Regions from separate parts of the Gossypium hirsutum genome. Here region 2 is linked to region 1. The links are chromatin contacts, called in public Hi-C maps. All regions are on one chromosome and are shown on one strand. Each heading gives the region's core, a stretch centred on a gene start, on an enhancer-like site or on the middle of the called end of the contact. The rest is flanking DNA. Distances are from core to core; before and after follow the strand shown.

Region 1 (5,848 bases), core at 2,090-4,589:
TTTATGTATTTTATTTTTGGTTTGTGTTTGTGCTTTTGGGCCAGGCAAATTGGGTATTACATACCCCTTGTTGAAAGTTCTTATTCTTTTTTCAATAATGAACAATTAAATAAATTACTGAAAAATTTGTATCCCTTGATAATGCTAGTTTATTTGTTATTATAATATTGAAATTAATTAATTTAATTAATTTAATCTCCTTCTAAATTTTAAATTTTTATTTTTACATTTCCAAATTAAAGTCAACGCAAATAACTCATCTTTAATAGTCGTCTATGAAATCCAAATTTCTTTTTAACTATATGATTTTAAATCTTCCATGCTAAGCTAAAAACAAAGAAAAAATTTTCAATTAATTAATTTTATCTTCCATGCCAAGCAAAATCCATAATTTTCCATCACCTCTTTACCCAAATGAAGAACAAGAAATTAATGGATTTTTCTTTGTTTTTAACTTAGCATGGTAGGCTCGAGATTATATAATAAAAAATTAAGTTTCATAGACAATTAATAAATATGAGTTATTTTAGTTGATTTCATTAATAATAATCTCAAAACAAAAAAATAAAATAAAATTTAGAAGGAGATGAAATTAATTAATTTAATTAATTTAATTAATTTCAATGTTCAAGCAACAAATCGGTTGACATTATCAATGGATAAAAAATTTTCAACAATTTACTTAATTGATTTTGATGCTTTGAAATTTAATATTTCAATATTGAAAAAAATAGACTTTTTGGCAATGGGATAAACAAATACAATTTCACAAATTTTTAATGCATTATTTTAGTTTCTATCACTTTTTTTTCTTTAATTCTTAATTTTTTTTTACCCAATCAATGCTTCAGAAATGATTTTTTTTTATAACCGAAATGAAAGCGACCTAGAAGTTGGGTGACCAAAATGAAAGTGTAAACATAACATGGAATATATAATCAACCGTTGTTAGAGATTTAACCGTTAAGTGACGAAATTGCAAAAATTTCATTTTGTGTGATTAAATTGAGAGTGCACTAAAAATTAGGAAACCAATTGGATATTTTACCGAAAATCTAATGACCTCAACATGTCTAGTCTAGACGCAAATTAACTAAAAACTCCAAATGGCCCAAACAAGTAATTTGAAAAACTCAAGTGTCCAGCCTAAAGGCTAAAAGGAATAAATCTCAAAATTATACATAAACTTTGATGTAATGTGCAATTTGATATATGAACTTTGATTTGGTGTAATTATATACATGAAACTTTAGTTGATTCAATTATACACATTTAAATAAATACAACAAATCATTTTTATATTAGATAAATATAATTATCTGTATATGCAATATATAAACATAAAATGATGTTATATCAATAATAGTGCTAATAAATTATGAGAACTGAATTAAATTAAAATTTCATTATAAAATTACACAAAAATAAAGTTACTGTAATAAATTGTACATTAGATCAAAATTTATGTATAATTTTAAGATTTATCCCAACCTAAACTAACTCAAACTCGACCCAAAATTAAAATTGATTCAAACTAAAAATGAAAAATATTAGTCCGAATTCAAAATCATAAAAAAAAACCTTAAAAACTTGAATTTTCTCCATCCAAATGGATGCAAATCAAAATAATAATATGAGAAATGGGGTATCCTTATCTGGTCAAGTAAGCATCCCAAGGGGGGTACCTAGATAAATCTTCTGTGATTCTTCACAATCATTTTGTAGGTAATCTGAAGACATCTCTCAGATTCTTCGAGTTGTCAAAAACAAGTGGCTCAGCAAACTCCTTCGAAAAGGAGAGAAGAAAAACACTGTTTTAAATTCCCTTGTACCAAACAATAGTGAGGAGCCTATATCTTAAATAAGGTCAAATTGTGCTTCAACATAAGAATTAGTCACTACACTTTCCCCTTTTACTTTTATATTATCATCAATTAATTTAAAATAATTAACATCTATTACAGATAGCTTTCTTAATCCTTTCAAACATAAAATTAAAAATTAAAAAAAAATCATGTCAACATAATAAATTGAAAGGAGTGTTTTTTAGAGAAAAAAATAGATCTAACATTTTACCAAATAATGATATTACAAAAGTAAAAAATCAAATTATGTTAAATTAAATTATATTAATTAAATCACTAATAAAATTTAAATTTCATGATAAAGTTACAGTTATAAAATTTTGAATTTTTAAATTTAAGTCTCACGTATATAAATATATGAGATCTTGTTAAATTAATTATTTAATTCAATGCTTATAATAGTTGTTTCTATTGGATGGGTTATAACTTCAAAATAAAAATAGAAACATAGTATAAACATGGAAAAATAGGAAGTTGGATAATGAGGACTAATTTTGATGGTTGTAAGATAGTGATAAAAAATGGTAAAAAAAAACAGTACCATATCTAATGGAGTAAGGTCGTTTTAACTGGACATTCACATGGGTCTAATTTGATTTGTCTCCTATGCAACACCAATCCGACAATAGGATTATATGGCTATCTGCTAGACCGTAAAACTAGCTGACATTATTATTATAGAAACCTATGCATATTTTTACGTTGTTCAAGATATTTGCTCAGTGACACATTCAAGTTGACGCCTGCCTTTTACAAACAAACACGAGATTTTACTTTTTATTTAGAAAAAAAGATTAAGTTGTAGTCGTAAATCAAATCAAAATACTTGTGATTATATATAATGAAAAATTGTATTGAGAGATGTAGTTGTGTTTCTTGTTGATAGTTCGTATATGAAATAGAAACTTGAAATGTAATATTAAGGTTGTAGTGATGGGAGTATAATTTGATTTTTTGTAATGTTAGTAAGCTGCTACTTGTTAGTGTTAAATGGATGATATGGTTTCTTAACATTGTTTTTATTTTTTTAAAAGGTCGTGGCATCACTTCAAGAGCATAGTAAATAATATTATCAAACTGACAAATATCAATAATAGAATCTTTATATTATATTTAATTTAAAATTTTAGTTTTTATATTTTCTGACATAATTTAATTCTATTATTGTTAATGTTTTGTCTTAATACAAAAAACAACAACCTACAACTATATCAAAAACCCAAAACGTAGAAATATGCAATTAGTAATTTCTCACTAGTTCTTTTTATTAGTTTATTATGCTAAAATTTTAATTTTTTTTAAATTTAATTTAATATAATTTAATCCCTCTATTTTTATTACTAATATATATATATATAATTTCACTAACATCAACGTCGTGAAAAAAGTGATGTGATTCTTATGATCGGACGGCTAACAGTCCAAAGCAAGAAGTATGTGGATGTTGTTGGGCCTTATCTTGGGCCCACCGCACATGTGGCCGCGTAGGCCCTTTTCTTTCGGTTTGATAGAAGTCAACTGTCTGTTTGAGGGCCCAATTGCAAACTTCTCAAAAACTTTCGATACCGACGAAATTTATTTAAACATTTTGTCTTGCCTTCTACTATATATATATATTCATCATCGACATTTCCCCAAAATGGAAGACCACCAATTTGCCGAATGGCCCATCTTGAATAAAATTTATCTACTTATGTAAAGGTGTTCATGGTCAAGTCATATTCGGTCCTAATCCATATATGGAATTAACATCATATATAATTGTTCATGTCGGATCCCCATATACGCCTCAAATTTCAAGATAGCCCAAACCCATTTAAGTCGGTTATATTAGTTTGTTCTTTTTTATATTAAATAAATTTTATATTTTAATTTTATTTAAAATTTAAACATGAGCTTAAACATATTTTTAATATTTACATTAAAATATTTTATATATAATTCTCATATGATATAAATTACATACTATATAAAAAATAAAGAAAATAATATATTATACAATTACAAAATAAGTTGGGCCTAGTTTGAGCATTGACTACTAGGGTTCAAGTTTGATCCATATTTTAAATGAATTTATATTTTTCACTTTAGTTAAATTTTTGGATTTAATGTTTTTGACAAAACCCTTCCAATTATTAAGCGAGCTTCAAGCTTGGACAAGTAGCTCAATCCTTAGACATGTCTTAGGACAATAAAAATTATATTCAATTAGAGATAAATGCAAACACCTCCAAAATTATAAAATATGAAAAGTTATTTTATTAATTTTAATCAAGCTTGATATCACGAATTAACTGACACCAATTCAATCATTAAATTTATCAAAAATTTTTCGTGAAATAACTCAATCAAACAATACTTGCATAAGAATAATTATATTATTTAAACTTTTATATTTAAATTTACCTAAACCTTTTCGTCCTCTAAAAATACTAAAATTTTGGTGTTTTTATTCAAATGGCCTAGATTCGAATGCTTCGATTTTTATTTTTAATGCATATATTTTCTTTATTTTTAATCCATATTTTTAATAATAACTTTTTTATTTATATAGATAAACTAATAAATATGTAATATTTTGATATATATATTTTATATATAATTTTTATATGTTAAATATTTATTATTTTCATCTACATTGTAGTATGGTAAATTCTAATATTATAAAATCAAAATATTATTTTATTAAATATATTTTTTATATTTATTTTTCTTCTATGTCATGGTTAATAACTTTTTTATTTAGACAAAATAATAAGTATGTAATTGTATAATAAAAATATATATTATATATCTATGTTAAATATATTTTATTTTTTTTAAATATCAACTAATTATTTTGATATATTTTTCTTATATATAATTTTTATAAATATTTATTTTTTACTTATATTATGGGTATGGTAAATTTTAATATTATAAAATCAAATAATTATTTCAAATATCATTATTTTTTCACCTACATTATAGTATGGTAAATTATATTTAATAAAAATAATTATATTTGAAACAATTATTTTATTTAATAATAGTAGAATTTACCATACCGACAATGAGGTAACAAATAAATATTTTAAATATAAAAATTATATATAAGATAAATATATCAAAATAACTAGTTGATATGTTTAAAAAATAAAATATATTTAACATAATGATATATATAATTTTTTATTATATAATTACATATTTCTATTTTTTATATATAGAACTTTCACATATAAAATTATATTTGAAATAATTATTTAATTTTATAATATTAAAATTTACTTAAAAAAATAAATATTTAACATATAAAAATTGTTTTTTTTAAAGAATACCAAAATAAAGAAATTATTACATATTTATTATTTCGTAAGTTGTTAACGAAAAATATGAATTAAAAACCAAAATTAAGATTGTGAGTGGATTTGATGTTATAATAAAAGGAAACAATTTATGTATGACACATTTAAATTTATCATTTGCCTCATAAATTTAAGGATTTAAAATCAGATTATATAGATAACTAAATTTATTAAATATCATATGTGGAATTTTTATCTATCTCTTTGTAAGTTGCAGGAATACTATTTTTTTATAAAAAATATAACATCTTTATATTGTAGTATTTAAAGATATTATAGTAATATTCAAATAATATTTTTAAAGTAAATTATGATACAACATTTCTATATAAAATATATTATTTTACTTCAATATTCATGCACACAGTAGTATTTAAAAATATTATTTGAAGACATTATATAAATATATAATATAATATCTAAACTTGACGTGTAGTATTTATTAATCTTATTTATCAAATTTCTTACTATAATTTATATAATCTAAATAATATAAACTTAATAGCATTTCGTGTAATTTGAAGTTACAATTCAGATATATGTCCATAATTTGTGCTGCAAATTTATGACTTCAATGCAGATAAATCATTTCACAGTTCAGACCTATTTTAATATTTAAACTAAAAACAGTAATTG
Region 2 (5,848 bases), core at 2,113-4,612, 250 kb after region 1:
AAATAATTTCATGGATATCATTAAAGTTAAAAGTGGATGGAGGGGAGAATAAAATCAATTCTTCTTTTAGAACATATATAATTGGAAATAATTCTGAGTATTCCTAATCAGCAAACTTAAATAATATTTTCTTTCTTTTGATTATCAAGAGTTTCCAATTAGAATAAATTATTATAAGTATTATATTGAATAATTAATTCAATTCAAACTAATTAATCAAAATATATATAATTGAAAATAAAATTTGAGTATTCCTTAACTAGCAAACTTGAATTTTGAGTATCAAGAGTTTCCTATCAGAATCACTTATTATAAGTACTGGATTGAATAACTAACTCAACTATAACTAACTAATCAAAACATATATAATCGAAAATCAATTCGGAGTATTCCTTAACTAGCAAACCTTAATACTTTTTTTTCTTTTGAGTGCAAAGAGTTTCCAATCAAAACAAATTATTACTAGACTTTAATTGAATAACTAACTCAACTCAAATTAATTAATCAAAATAAATATATTATAAATACTAAATTTAATTACTTGCTCAAAACAAACTAATGAAACAAAATAAATGTAAAAGAGAACTTATACATAATTTATATACAATAGGACTCGAACTTGAACGCTTAAGGTCATAAAATTTCAACCTTTTTTAACACAATCAAGACATTATTAGCAATTAAATGTTTAAAAATAACAAAGATAAATACTATATTATTATTATTATTATTATTATTATTATTATTATTATTATTATTATTATTAGGGTTAGGGTTAGGGTTAAATGCAAAAAAAAAAGTCCTTAAACTACTTAAGTTTCAAAATGTTGTAATAATATACTTCAAAGGTGATACCAAAGGAACTCTCGGCCATAGAAACTATGACGGGTCTTTAATGAGATTCATATGTTGATATAGTTTATTGTGAATGTACATGGTGACAAAGCTAGAGGAACTGGCAATGATCTTAGCCTCTCCCCAAGTGGTAGAATTGTTTCAGAATCTTTTTAAAAGTTGTAAGAATATAAATAAATACAACAGTTAAATTTTATTTTGATTTACAAACATTTATAATTTATTTCTAATTCCTCAAAAAATAATTTTTGAACTTCATCCCTTAAATTACATGTGGCTCATGTTGTTTGAGAAGACTGGATTTGCAGATTCATTAGCTTTGTTAGGCGTTGTTAGAGATTGTTTTTTGTACGATCTCAGCTTGATTTTGTTTTTGATGTGGACTTTTTGCATGTAGGAAACTCTAGCTGCTTGTCTATGTTTCTAGTGAACCAATTTTATACTTTAGGTTCTTTAGTATAAAAGTTAAATTCACTTAGAACATGAAGTGGAGTATATTTAAAATATATAGATCATATTATAAATATATTGTATTTATCATATAAATAATTTGTATCTAACATATTAGAAAAGTGTAAATAATATTTAAGAGGACTATTTTTTTTTACCGCATTAAATTTAATTTGCGTGTTATAAAAATATTTTATATCAGATTGAAGCTGCCATTTAACATCATAAGCATGTAATTGAAACAATTATGATATTCTGAATATTTAAATCAGACTGCTTTAAAAATATTGAGTGTAATTAACCTTTATTAATTGTTAAAAACAAAAGAATATGCTAACAGAAGAAAATTCCTGACATCCGTTGCATCTTGTTTCAAATACTTAGAAAAAAACAATCTTATCAATTTTTATAAGCAAAACTTATTTTAAAACAAGAGAGACATAAGAATATAGAAAAGAGACATGGGGATTAAAAATTATGGAGTATTATTTATGGAAAGTTGAAAAGTAGAAAAAGGGTAGATAGATATTGTTATCCTTAATGGGGATAATTGTCACTTTCACTCCTCACTGTATTTCACCATCTGCCAAAAGCAATCTCTCCCAGTATTCATCGTTCATTAAGAAGAGGAAGAAGAATACCTCAGAGCTTTCTTTTAGTGACAGTTTCCCATTTTCCATTTTAATTATTATTCCTTTTTTTCTATTTTTGCAAGCTGCAAATTGTAGTTCTAAAGGAAGATTGCATGAAAATAAGGCATGGAATTTTTCATTGTTGAACTGGGTTTCAAATTTTTGTTTTGCAACAACACTGTACAGGGATTGATCCATTGATATCAGCATGAGCAGAGATAGAAAAAAAAAAGCAAAAGAGGTTTAGCCCTTCAAAGAAAAAGTATAAAGGCTTAAAACCAGAAAAGAGAAAAAGATACACACTCAGAGTCACAAATCACAACCAAAAAAACACCCCCACACACACACAAGGAAATAAAAAGAAACTAATAATCCCATAGCAAGCCTTGTTCAAAACCATTTTGTAAAATGCTTTCTGGCACTACTAATTGATCACAAACATACCCACAATCTTCCATATTTTGAAGCAATGGTGGAGGGTACAACCACCCATCCACTGAGTCCATGAAAACAAACTCGTTCTTCGACTCGACTGAATCATAACTCGTCCCGAGGCTCGGCAACTCCACTATCTCGCTTAACTCGTCTGGCCCAGAAGACAACTCCATGTGAGAAACCAAAGAGGAAACCGATGACGAAGATGATAATGTTGAAGTGGACATAGAAGTCGAAGAAGAAGAAGAAGATGATGATGATGGGGAGTCGAATTTGTCCATTTGGGCAGCTTTGGCTGCCGCAGCTTGGACGTCACGTGGTGCTAAAGACACGGGCCGAGGTAACGAGTCGGCCAGTTCGGGGAAGTTGAGGATGGCGGAGTTGCCTTTGATGCTCAAAGCGGCTACATCATGCGCACGAGCTGCCATTTCTGGGGTAGGGAAAGTGCCCAGCCAAATGCGGGATTTCTTACGTGGCTCCCGAATTTCGGACACCCATTTGCCCCAGCTTCGCATTCGGACACCCCGGTAAACGGTGCGCTTGCTTGAGTCCCTCATTGTCTTGGGTTTTTTAGTAGAACCCGAAGTGAAAGTTTCGGGTTTATGGTTTCGGGTCGTAGTAGTTGAGTTAGGGGTTGAGTTAGATGGTGATAGCGGCGGCGATGAGGTTGAATTTGAGCTGCTCTCTGTCTCTGAATGTTGTAGCTCAGCCATTTAAGTACCTGTTTTTTCTTACTCTTTTTCTTCTTTTTTTTTCTCTGCAAAGAGAAATGTTGAGGTAATATTATTGAATGAAGAAGACTTAAAAGAGAGTTGCTATAATGGTATTAGCTATTTCGTGATAAAAAGCCAAAGGATCTAAAGCCTTTTTTCTTTCGGCTCCCATCATTTCCCAATAACTCATACAACACTTATAAGCGCTGAGAGAGAGATATGACCCACATAAGAAATGGGTCATCACCCCATCCTATACATCCCATGGCTCAATTGGGGCTTCTCTTCTCTACAACCACTCAACCTCTTTTTCTTCTCCTTTTTCAACTTTTACTGTTTATGAAGAGTAATTTTTCTAAAACTTATAGTTGTTTCTTTTCATGAGGTTGTATTTAAGGTTCCAACATAAAATCTCTCTTTACCACTTTCACCCCTTCTTTACTACTCATTTAACCCCTTTTCTTCTTCCTCAATCAATCATCACTCTATCCCAGTTCATTTATCACCATTTTCACCCTTTGTCCCTATAACAAGTTCCCCCTTTGATTGTTTGGTAGGAATATAGGATATATATATGTATATGTATATATATGCAACTATTTGATAATATAAAAGTATGTAAGCTGTGATGTAGCCAATCTAGGGTTTACAGTGCTCTCAGATCTTGCTGTATAATGTTTTATTACATTATAATTTTTATTTTATTTTTTTGCCATTGATGATTGATTCTTGATAAGTAAACTGTGTTTATAATATCAACTCGTATTTAAAAAACTTGAGGCCTGCGTTTAATTGGGGTCACCGGTTGGAAGAAATGGAGATGCCTCAAACTGCTGATATCTTCAATGGGTCCGATCCACCATTTTAAGAATAAATGCTATATCCTAATTATATTTTAACCAGCGTCCACGTAACTGGACTTCTGCTCTTGTTTGTTGGTTTATTATTATTGTTATTTGTGTTTTAAAAATATGTTCATGTTTGTTTATTAACTTAGTTACGATAAGTTTAAAAAATATTAAAATATTTGAATTAATGGGGAAAAATATGAACATTCTTTTACGAAGCATTGATAATAGGATCAATGAACATTCTTGATAACGAAAGTAAATGAATGTCAAATACTATTTTGGAAAAAAAAATGGCGATGGAGTCAAGGCATTGAGAAGCGAACCATTGCACTGAATAAAGCCTAAAGTGCTTTCAATGAAAGAAAAGGATATCAATTTAAGAAAATTTAAAATAAATAAATTTATTATAATTTACATTATTTGTGGAAATATAGAATTTTACCAACAAATATAATGTGTTTTTACTACATTTAAAGAGTCACATGTCATCATTTTAAGTTACTTTTTTACAAAATATTTTTTATACTTTTTTTATAAATTTATTTTTTAAAATTTTTTATTACGGCTTGTCTTATGTCATGTTTTGAGCCTGTTACATGTCGTCGTATGATTAGTTATTTTCGTCACATAATCAAATTCTAACTCGCACCATAATGTGTGATGGAATCCAAGTTTGAGTACCAATTATGTAAAAAAAACAAAAAATAGGTATCATCTAGATACAAGTAGCCAAGTTTAGAGAGCACAATACATATTAGGCATAATTGTAAAAAAAGCCCTCAACATTTGGGGGCTTTTGGATATATGCCCCTAATTAACCTTTTTTTTCTGAAATCGGCCCTTCACGTAACGAATTTTTCAAACATCAACCCAGTTGAAACAGTAACCGTTAGTCAACAGCCAGTCAAAAAAATTGGTTTATGTGCCGTTCCAGTTGACTGATGACGTGGCTGGCATTAAAATAAATAAGCTGACGTGGTAAAAAATTAAACAAATTTAATAATCATAAAACAAAAAAACTCCTAAATCCCTAAACCCCCAAATTCGATACTTTTTTCCCAACTTCTAAAATCTCCAAATCATGAAATTCCCCAAATAACTAACCTTCAAAATCTTTATTGAATCCCTAAAATCTTCAAATCCCTAAATTTTGAAATCCCTAAATCGTTAGCATTCCTAAACATTCTTGAACTCCCTAAATTTTTTACGAATCAAATCATTGAATCCCTAAAACTATTAGGAACGAAATCGTTAAATCCCTTAGAACCAAATCGTGAAATCCTTAATCTTTTTGGGAATTTTTATTTTTCTTCCTTGTCGTTTGAAATCATGGATTCACATAGTTCAAATAGTCAATCTAGAGGTTGGGTAACGCATGGTTCGAAGAAAAAATCGTCATATGCAAATGTTGTTACTTCATTGCGGAAGGAGTATACCTATGATGGACCAGTAGTAAAATGTCACTGTAATAATTTAGCTCCAAGAGACACTTCATGGAGCGATTTAAATCCCGGGAGGAGATTTCATGGTTGTTCAGATTTTCGGGTAAGAGAAGATTTTTTATTTGCAAATTGAGCTTGAGCTCAATTTTGATGATTTCATAAATCTCAGTATTTGTTTTGTTTTCATTTTGGATTATTTCAATTTGGTTGAATTGGGATTTGTTTGTAGGACGGTGGTTGTGATTTCTCAAGTGGTACGATGGGAAAATGTGTGAACGTGCGACTAAGTTACAGCGTCAATTGCATGATAGTGAACGAAATCTTTTGAAGGATAATTTAGCACTTAGAAAGAATGCTATGGATTTGGTTGCATTTGATGGTAACCATAATGGTGGCAGTAGTGTTGTTAGCATTGAGGTTAAAAGAGGTAGATCAATTTGTGGTGTTGAAGGAGAAGTATCATTACGGAA

The links. A called contact is a pair of places that touch in the nucleus more often than the background predicts.
Region 2: a Hi-C map of leaf shows a contact between it and region 1, with 2.7 times the contacts expected there. The contact joins the promoter of LOC107901529 here to the enhancer-like site in region 1. A contact is called at or near these places in 10 of 34 Hi-C or Micro-C datasets (anther, callus, fibers and 4 more).

The regions. Positions count from the first base shown.
Region 1 is chrD06:20,702,707-20,708,554 of Gossypium_hirsutum_v2.1, forward strand. No RefSeq gene overlaps it. Among protein-coding and RNA genes, the nearest start is that of LOC121218511, 32 kb to the left of the region's middle. Within about 2 kb of position 3,340, at least 3 of the 9 cell types and tissues checked have an H3K27ac peak or open chromatin away from gene starts, as enhancers often do. A contact at or near this core is called in hypocotyl and leaf, where this site is marked.
Region 2 is chrD06:20,952,079-20,957,926 of Gossypium_hirsutum_v2.1, forward strand. LOC107901529 (dehydration-responsive element-binding protein 3) reads right to left here and starts at 3,363. Exons shown (of 1, transcript XM_041095777.1): 1 at 2,054-3,363. The coding sequence starts at 3,085. The coding sequence ends at 2,303.